3 separate regions of the Rattus norvegicus genome follow, and regions 1 and 2 are each linked to region 3. The links are chromatin contacts, called in public Hi-C maps. All regions are on one chromosome and are shown on one strand. Each heading gives the region's core, a stretch centred on a gene start, on an enhancer-like site or on the middle of the called end of the contact. The rest is flanking DNA. Distances are from core to core; before and after follow the strand shown. Region 1 holds the start of Phkg1 (phosphorylase kinase catalytic subunit gamma 1). Region 2 has its middle 20 kb from the start of Kctd7. Region 3 holds the start of Gusb (glucuronidase, beta).

What was found. A called contact is a pair of places that touch in the nucleus more often than the background predicts.
Region 1: a Hi-C map of frontal cortex shows a contact between it and region 3, with 1.9 times the contacts expected there. The contact joins the promoter of Phkg1 here to the promoter of Gusb in region 3. A contact is called at or near these places in 2 of 12 Hi-C or Micro-C datasets (Schwann cells and frontal cortex).
Region 2: a contact with region 3 is called in a Hi-C map of liver, with 2.7 times the contacts expected there. The contact joins the enhancer-like site here to the promoter of Gusb in region 3. A contact is called at or near these places in 5 of 12 Hi-C or Micro-C datasets (Schwann cells, hepatocytes, kidney and 2 more).

Annotation. Positions count from the first base shown.
Region 1 is chr12:32,473,729-32,476,428 of GRCr8, forward strand. It overlaps Phkg1 (phosphorylase kinase catalytic subunit gamma 1), which reads left to right and starts at 1,349. Exons shown (of 10, transcript NM_031573.2): 1 at 1,349-1,391.
Region 2 is chr12:32,146,534-32,149,233 of GRCr8, forward strand. No RefSeq gene overlaps it. Among named protein-coding and RNA genes, the nearest start is that of Kctd7, 20 kb to the right of the region's middle. Within about 2 kb of position 1,373, at least 1 of the 93 cell types and tissues checked has an H3K27ac peak or open chromatin away from gene starts, as enhancers often do. A contact at or near this core is called in liver, where this site is marked.
Region 3 is chr12:32,335,924-32,338,623 of GRCr8, forward strand. It overlaps Gusb (glucuronidase, beta), which reads left to right and starts at 1,384. Exons shown (of 12, transcript NM_017015.3): 1 at 1,384-1,641. The coding sequence starts at 1,432.

The sequences.
Region 1 (2,700 bases), core at 99-2,598, 140 kb after region 3:
GCCGGGGAGATTCATGGCTCGTGTTAAGAGCACTTGCTGCTCTTTCAGAGGACCTGAGTTCAGTTTTCCATACTCCCATAGTGTCTCACAATAGTTATAACTCCAATTCTAGGGGATTGAATGCCCTCTCTGACATCTGAGCGTATAAGACAGGCACATACATACTCCCGGGAAAAGACTCAAACACATAAAATCTCAAAACATGGGGCTCATTCCTTAAGATAAACCGCTTTTCCAGAATTTGATCTCCAGCACCCACAGGTAGCTACAATCATCTCTAATTCCAGCTGCAGAGAGACCCAACACCTCTGGCTTAGGCAGGCACTAGTACTCGTGTGCACATACAGAGAGATATGCTGTGATGGTTTGTATGTGCTTGGCCCAGGGAGTGGCACTTTTTTTTTTTTTTTTTTTGGTTCTTTTTTTCGGAGCTGGGGACCGAACCCAGGGCCTTGCGTTTCCTAGGTAAGCGCTCTACCACTGAGCTAAATCCCCAGCCCCGGGAGTGGCACTTTTAAGAGGTGTGGCCCTGTTGGAATAGGTGTGTCACTGTGGGCATGGGCTTAAGACCTTTGCCCTAGCTGCCTGGAAGTCAGTCTTCCACTAGCAGCCTTCAGATGAAGATGTAGAACTCTCAGCTCCTCCTGCACCATGCCTGCCTGGATGCTGCCATGATCCCACCTTGATGATAATGGACTGAACCTCTGAACCTGTAAGCCAGCCCCAACTAAATGTCCTTACAAGAGTTGCTTTGGTCATGGTGTCTGTTGACAGCAGGAAAACCCTAGCCAAGGCATATGTACTTATATGTAATTAAAAGTTTGTTTTTTCTTTCTTTGTTTGTTTTGTTTTTCCAGGCCAGGTTTCTTTTCTTTTCTTTTTTTTTTTTTTTTTGGAGCTGGGGACCGAACCCAGGGCCTTGCGCTTGCTAGGCAAGCGCTCTACCACTGAGCCAAATCCCCAACCCCCCAGGCCAGGTTTCTATGTGTAACTTTCTGCCTGTCATGGAAATCACTCGGAACTCTAAAAATCTACCTGCCTCTGCCTCCACACTGGAGGCGCTTTCCTCAGCAAAAGCCATTTGCTTTGTCCCAATTCACGTGTGTTTCCCTCAGCCTCCGCCAGGTGTCACCCCTGATGTAGTTTTGCCCCAGGCCTATCCCTCCTGGACCTTGGCCTGCATCCCAGGTTTGCAGTTGTGATTTATTTTTGGCAGACCGGCCTTCCATCACCAAGTACCAAAGTCCCAGAAGAGGAGCAAGATAGCAACTCTAACAAGTGTCTGCTCAGGACACAGCTTCAATCCTCTGTGACAGTCCGCTGTCTCCCAAGGGCTCCAGGAGCTTTGGAATTCCTGTCACTTCCATTCAAGAGCCTACAAGAACCTAACTGTAAGTAGCCAGGCAGCAGTCGGGGAGCAATAGGGTTATGAGGCAAAAACAAGACCCCTTCCCCAGGTCCGTTTGACCCATTTCTCCTCAGACCTGGGAGAGCACAGATTCTCAGAACACCTGTTGGGCAGTTATCTACAGATCATGCATGTGGCTGTGTCCTCTGACTAGCTTTCTGGGATATCGAATTCCAAAACGTTGGACCATCTACTCATATTTAGAACTCCCTCACACCTCCAGGGAGTCTTGGAACAAGCGTAAGGGGCTAATGGAGCGGTCAATAAAGATCCATGGTTGGCTCTAGTCGGGCCTGAAAAACAGGGAGATCGACACACGTATATTCTCAGGAAAGGTGAACACAGCCAGATTTCGACCAGCCTGGCTCAGGATGGCATCCTGGTAGGGGCCAAGAATTGCTCTGTACCCACGCAAGGGGTCTGGTGTGGCTGGATAATGGGTGAGGGTCATACACGCCCATCTTGGGATTTTAGAATGGGCTCTCAGCAAACAGGCATGTTTTTTAACGGATACTAACAGGTTCGGGCTCTGCTGGCTGTTGATACGGTCAGTAAACAGGCCTGGTTCCTCCTATTGGCAAAGGAGACAGTTGTTATTCTAAACCTCCCTCTGGTAACCAGGCACCCAGTCGCTGGACACCAGGCCTCCTGCAAAGGCCAGCTTGAGGCAGTCAGAACTGCTGCTTGGCTGCTCAGCAGACTGGGTCCCTTGGGAGACCAGGCTTTCTTGGAAGTGGAGAAGAAGCATGTGCCCTTCGCCTGCTTGCCTCTTCTTATTGCTGGGTGATTTTTCTGCCTTTCTCAAACCCTGGGTCTGAAGCAGGAGTTCAATTTCCTGGCAGGAGCCTCTATGTTTCTGGAACAAGATGGGTCAGCTTAGCTTCTCCACGTCCAAACCGGAGCACGCTGACTCTGACCTGGCTTTGGGCTGAGGGTGTAACTCAGCCCAGTCCATAGCAGAGTGCTTGCTTAACATACTCAATACCCTGGGTTCTATCCCTAGCACCTAAAAATGAAATTAAAAGGGGAGCCAGAGAGATGGCTCAGTGGTTAAGAACCCTGGCTGCTCTTCCAGAGGACGTGGGTTCACTTCCCAGCCATGACGCAGCAACTCATTGCTCTCTTCCTCTCCAGTTCCAGGGGATGCGATACCCTCACCCAGGCGTACATGCAGGCACATAAAATTAAATTATCTTTTTAAATAAAATTGAAAGAAGAATAACTGACTCATGCCAGGCACAGAGAACCATGCCTTCAATGACAGCACTGGGGATGCAGAGGCATGTGGATCT
Region 2 (2,700 bases), core at 123-2,622, 190 kb before region 3:
AATACCTCCTCCTTCGAGCTATTCCGGGCAGGTATTTGGCTGCAGAAGTAAGAAACGGAGCTAATTCAGGAGGTAACCAGGGGCTCAGCCAAACCAAGAGGTGTCTGTACCAGTGCAGTTGGAAGATTTCACAGGCGACAATGTGCATGGATTCAAGGAGGGGATGCCACAGCAGCGTACAATGAACTCTGTGTAGGAATGCAAGGACCGCCAGAGTTGTGTGACTTTGGTACTACCCAAGATTGGGAAAATGACGACAATGAATGCAGGAGAGAGGGGTAAAGAGCGCCCATTCTTTTTTTTTTAAATATTAGCCGTTTAGGTCATTTTTTAAAAAGATTTATTTATGATATATAAGTTGCTGTCTTCAAACACACCAGAAGAGGGCATCAGATCTCATTATAGATCATTGTGAGCCACCATGTGGTTGCTGGGATTTGAACTCAGCACCTCTGGAAGAGCAGTCGATGCCCCTAACTGCTGAGCCATCTCTCCAGCCCAAGAGTACCCATTCTTAAGTAGCCATGCAAGCCGCGATATTACCAGGTGATTTGAGTATAGCATTTCATTCGCGTCTGAGGAAAGAAGCCCAGATGAGATTATAAACCTGGATCAATAGACGTACAAACGGGATATGTATTAGTCAGGGTTCTCTAGAGCACAGAACTTAGAGAAGGTCTCTCCATACTAAGGGAATTTATTGTCCTCCAACTATGGGCAGCTGTGGATGGGAAGTCCCAGAGTCTAGCAGTCGCTCAGTCCATGAGGCTGGTTGTTTCAGCTGCTCTTCTGTAGGAGCTGGGATCCTGAAGAAGTAGGTTCCAGAAGATGTGCTGGCAAGTAAGTGCAAGCAGAAGAGTGAGCCTTCCTTCCTCCATTGTAGGCCTCCAGCAGAAGGTGTGGCCCAGATTAAAGGTGTGTACCACCACCCCTGGATCTGGAACTTACTTGTCCCCCGATGACTTGAACTCAGAGGTCTCCTTGCCTCAGTGTCTTGGGATTAAAGACGTGTACTACACTTTTCATAGCCACTATGCCTCAAGACCTCCATGCCAAGATCCAGGTCAGAAACTTGTGTCTTCCAGCCCCAAGATCTGGATCACAGGTGTGCCCTCTGATTAAGGATGGTAGCTCATTTGAGATAGTCAAGTTGACAACCAGGGATAGCCATTACAGGAGAGTTATTAATGGAATGTCTCTCAGTTTCAAATTCACCTTTCATTGCTTTTTTTTGGGAGGGGAATCAATGGAAACAGAGACCTTTCAATTTTTTAAGAAGCGATACTTCTCTTTGTCGGTAGTGGGCGCTGGTGAGTCATGGAGCAGACAGGCATTTGCATTCCGGGTTGTGCTGGGTCCAACCCCAATGTGTGTTGAGTTTAACGGGAACTGCTCTGTGTTGGTTTACACTGCAGTGGCCCCAAGCAAGCATTTGGAGACTTCCCTGCCACTCTGCGAGTCAAGAAGAACTGGACCTCAATGTTGGACAGAGAAAGGAATTCTTCCTTTGGCCTTTATCCTAATTCTAAACTAAGGCTTCTTGAACGACACTTTTTTTTTTTTTTTTTTGGTTCTTTTTTTCCGGAGCTGGGGACCGAACCCAGGGCCTTGCGCTTCCTAGGTAAGCGCTCTACCACTGAGCTAAATCCCCAGCCCTAAACTAAGGCTTCTTAATTTTTTTTTTTTACTCCTGACCACTAGGGGTAGAGCTTGACATTTTCTATAACTGGGTATATGGATAGATAAAATAGGTTCACGAGCCAAACAGTTACTAGAAATAAATCACAGGGGGCTGGAGAGACGGCTCAGCGGTTAAGAGCACCGACTGCTCTTCCAGAGGTCCTGAGTTCAAATCCCAGCAACCACATGGTGGCTCACAACCATCTGTAATGGGATCCGATGCCCTCTTCTGGTGTGTCAGAAGACAGCTACAGTGTACTCATATACAAAATAAATAAATAAATCTTAAAAAAAAAAAGAAATAAATCACAAAAGAATTGAGAATAATTCTTTAGCATGTGATATGTATGTGTGTGTATGTATATGTATATATATAGGTATACAAATATATGCACAAATGTGCACACATATATGTATGTGTATATAATATATATACATGTGCATTATATGCACACACACATATATAATTTTACCATTTATAAAAGGTGAAGACAAGGGGCTGGAGAGATGGCTCAGCGGTTAAGAGCACCGACTGCTCTTCCAGAGGTCATGAGTTCAAATCCCAGCAACCACATGGTGGCTCACAACCATCTGTAATGGAATTCGATGCCCTCTTCTGGTGTGTCAGAAGACAGCTACAGTGTACTCATATACAAAATAAATAAATAAATCTTAAAAAAAAAAGAAATAAATCACAAAAGAATTGAAAATAATTCTTTAGCATGTGATATGTATGTGTGTATGTATATGTATATATATAGGTATACAAATATATGCACAAATGTGCACACATATATGTATGTGTATATAATATATATACATGTGCATTATATGCACACACACATATATAATTTTACCATTTATAAAAGGTGAAGACAAGGGGCTGGAGAGATGGCTCAGCGGTTAAGAGCACTGACTGCTCTTCCAGAGGTCATGAGTTCAAATCCCAGCAACCACATGGTGGCTCACAACCATCTGTAATGAGATCCGATGCCCTCTTCTGGTGCGTCTGTAGACAGT
Region 3 (2,700 bases), core at 134-2,633:
CACATATGTGCAGGCAAAACACCCACATGTGATATACATACATACATATACATATATATCATATATACATACACACACACACACACACACACACACACACACACACACACACGCACACGTGACCCGCATTTGTGACCGGAATGACAGAGCACAGGCCCAGGAGACAGGTCTTTTATGCCCAGGGTTGTCAGTTCTACAAAGGTCTTGAACTTGGGTATAGATGCTTCAACTCTGAGACTCTGAGTCCTAATGCTCCCTCTTTGCCTTGTAGGCACCAGGTCCTCCTGTGGCACAAAACATGTTCCAGGCCAACTTAGGTGCCTTGAGACCCTGTCTCAAAAGGCAACCAAATAACACAATAAAAAGGATATATAACATATGCAAATACATACTAAATTATAAGATTACAATTGGAGATTGCTGTCATTTTGCTACTCATACTTTTGAAATTTTCCTAATAAAAAAAGAAAAAAAAATGCATTGTGAAAATAACTATATTCACAGCCAAACCATGAAATGATTTCCAGAAAGCAAGGGGGGGAGCGTATCTATTTGTTCTTATAGACTAATTGATTAATTTTTTTCTTGCTTTTTGTTTGTTTGGGTTTTTGTTTGTTTGTTTGTTTTTGTCTTTTTTCTTTTTTTCGGAGCTGGGGACCGAACCCAGGGCCTTGCGCTTGCTAGGCAAGTGCTCTACCGCTGAGCTAAATCCCCAACCCCTGTTTGTTTGTTTTGTTTTGAGGTTTCTCTGCTCTCCTGGCTGTCCTGGAACTCACTCTGTAGATCAGGCTGACTTTGAACTCACAGAGATTGACCTGCCTCTACCTTCCAAGTGCTGGGCTTAAAGGCGTGCGCCAAAACCTCCTGGCTTGATGGCCAAAACCTTTTTTTCTCCATCCCCTTACTTGCTTGGGCATCAGGAGAGATTACCTTCCTGTGAGACCTACAAGATGAGACCCCGCCTCAAAATTGTCTGCATGTACTTTCCAGACCTTAATAATCCCTTTAATAAACTCTTAACTCCCCGAGTCCTTCTCAGTATCTCTTTTGAACCCTCATCCGCGACTTTTCACAGGAGTTGTGAAGAAATAGCGGGGTCAGGGACTTCAAGGGTCCTTTCAGCCTAGCAGTACTGGGAGGCACAGCCCCAGATTGTGAGTGGGGGAGGGGGAAATGTTAATGGATGTGAAGCAGGCAGGGACTTTTGTAAGGCGTAGGGTAGGATAATCCAGAACTTCAGGTCTTGAGTGTTTCCTCTTTCTGCAGAGTTGTAGCCTTGGGGCCAGCAGCTGTTCCAGCACTTGCCCTCATCCAAGTTGGCGCCGGCCGCTTCTCTAGAGAACATGTGACCCTCCAAAGTCCCGCCTCCGCCTTGCCCCAGAGAGCGAGGCTAAAAGGCCCAGCCGCTGGACGGCGGGCATCCCGGCCAGCATGTCCCCAAGACGGAGTGTGTGTTGGTTCGTACTGGGCCAGCTGCTGTGCAGCTGCGCGCTGGCGCTGCAGGGCGGGATGCTGTTCCCGAAGGAGACCCCTTCGCGGGAACTCAAGGTGCTGGACGGCCTGTGGAGCTTCCGTGCCGATTACTCGAACAATCGGTTGCAGGGCTTCGAGAAGCAGTGGTACCGGCAGCCGCTACGGGAGGTGAGCGCTCCTCCGGACCCGGGGTCTGGAAGCTTTCAGAAGCGAGGGCATGGGCGGAGAGGTGCCTGTACCTGGAGATCCCCTAGTGCTCACCTAGAGGAGGTTAATATGGGTTTGCAGGCTGGGGAGGGGAGCGGCCAGAGCAGGAAGTGAGACCTGGCATGCCTCAAAACCGCTTGAACTCCAGGGCTTCTGCTAGTCAGGCACTAACCCAGGCAGTGGATTTTTTTTTTTTTTAAAGCTTTTCATTTTACTTCACAGTGCTGGGGGTTGAACCCAGGGCCCTGTGAGTGCTTGTCATTAATGAGCCTTTTGTTTATGTTTGGAAGCTGTGTCTCATTCTATAACCCAGGCTGGCCCGAACCTCCAGCTCCTGCCTTCCTGGAAGTTCTCATGCCAGCTAAAGTGTTGGAGGGGATGTTTGTGCACGTGCCTCCAGCAAGCTCTTTCCCATCTAGTGAGACGCAGAGCCCTAGGAGATGCTACCCACCACAGAGATTTGGGGGTGGCTATAGAGGGGAGGGGAGCCAGTATGCCAGCGGAACGTTGCTCAACCAAAGCCAAAAGGACCTTGGGGTTGTAAGATTCAGATAGAGGACATGACTTTGCACACAGCTAGCAGAGGACCCCTTCCGCGCTCTCCCTTCCTACCTAGGTAGGCTTGGCGCAGAAGCAGGTTGAAGCAAACCTGTGTGCTCACAGCTTCCGCCTCTCTCCGATTCATTCATTCATTCATCCTACCTTGCTCGGTTCCTCTTTCCCTATTTTGCTCTCTCCTCTCCTTCCTGGTCTCTCTCTTCGTTTAAAATTTGTAACCTTTATGTATTTGTGTGCGCGTATGTGGGCACCCATGTGCTATGCAGTGCATGTGGAGGTGAGAGGATAACTTGTTGGAGTCTGGTCTCTCCTAGGTCCCAGGGGTATAATTCAAGTCATCAGGCTTGGTGGCTAGTGTCTTTTAGCCCACTGAGTCTTCTCACCAGTGCGTTCTCTCTCTCTCTCTCTCTCTCTCTCTCTCTCTCTCTCTCTCTCTCTCTCTGTGTGTGTGTGTGTGTGTGT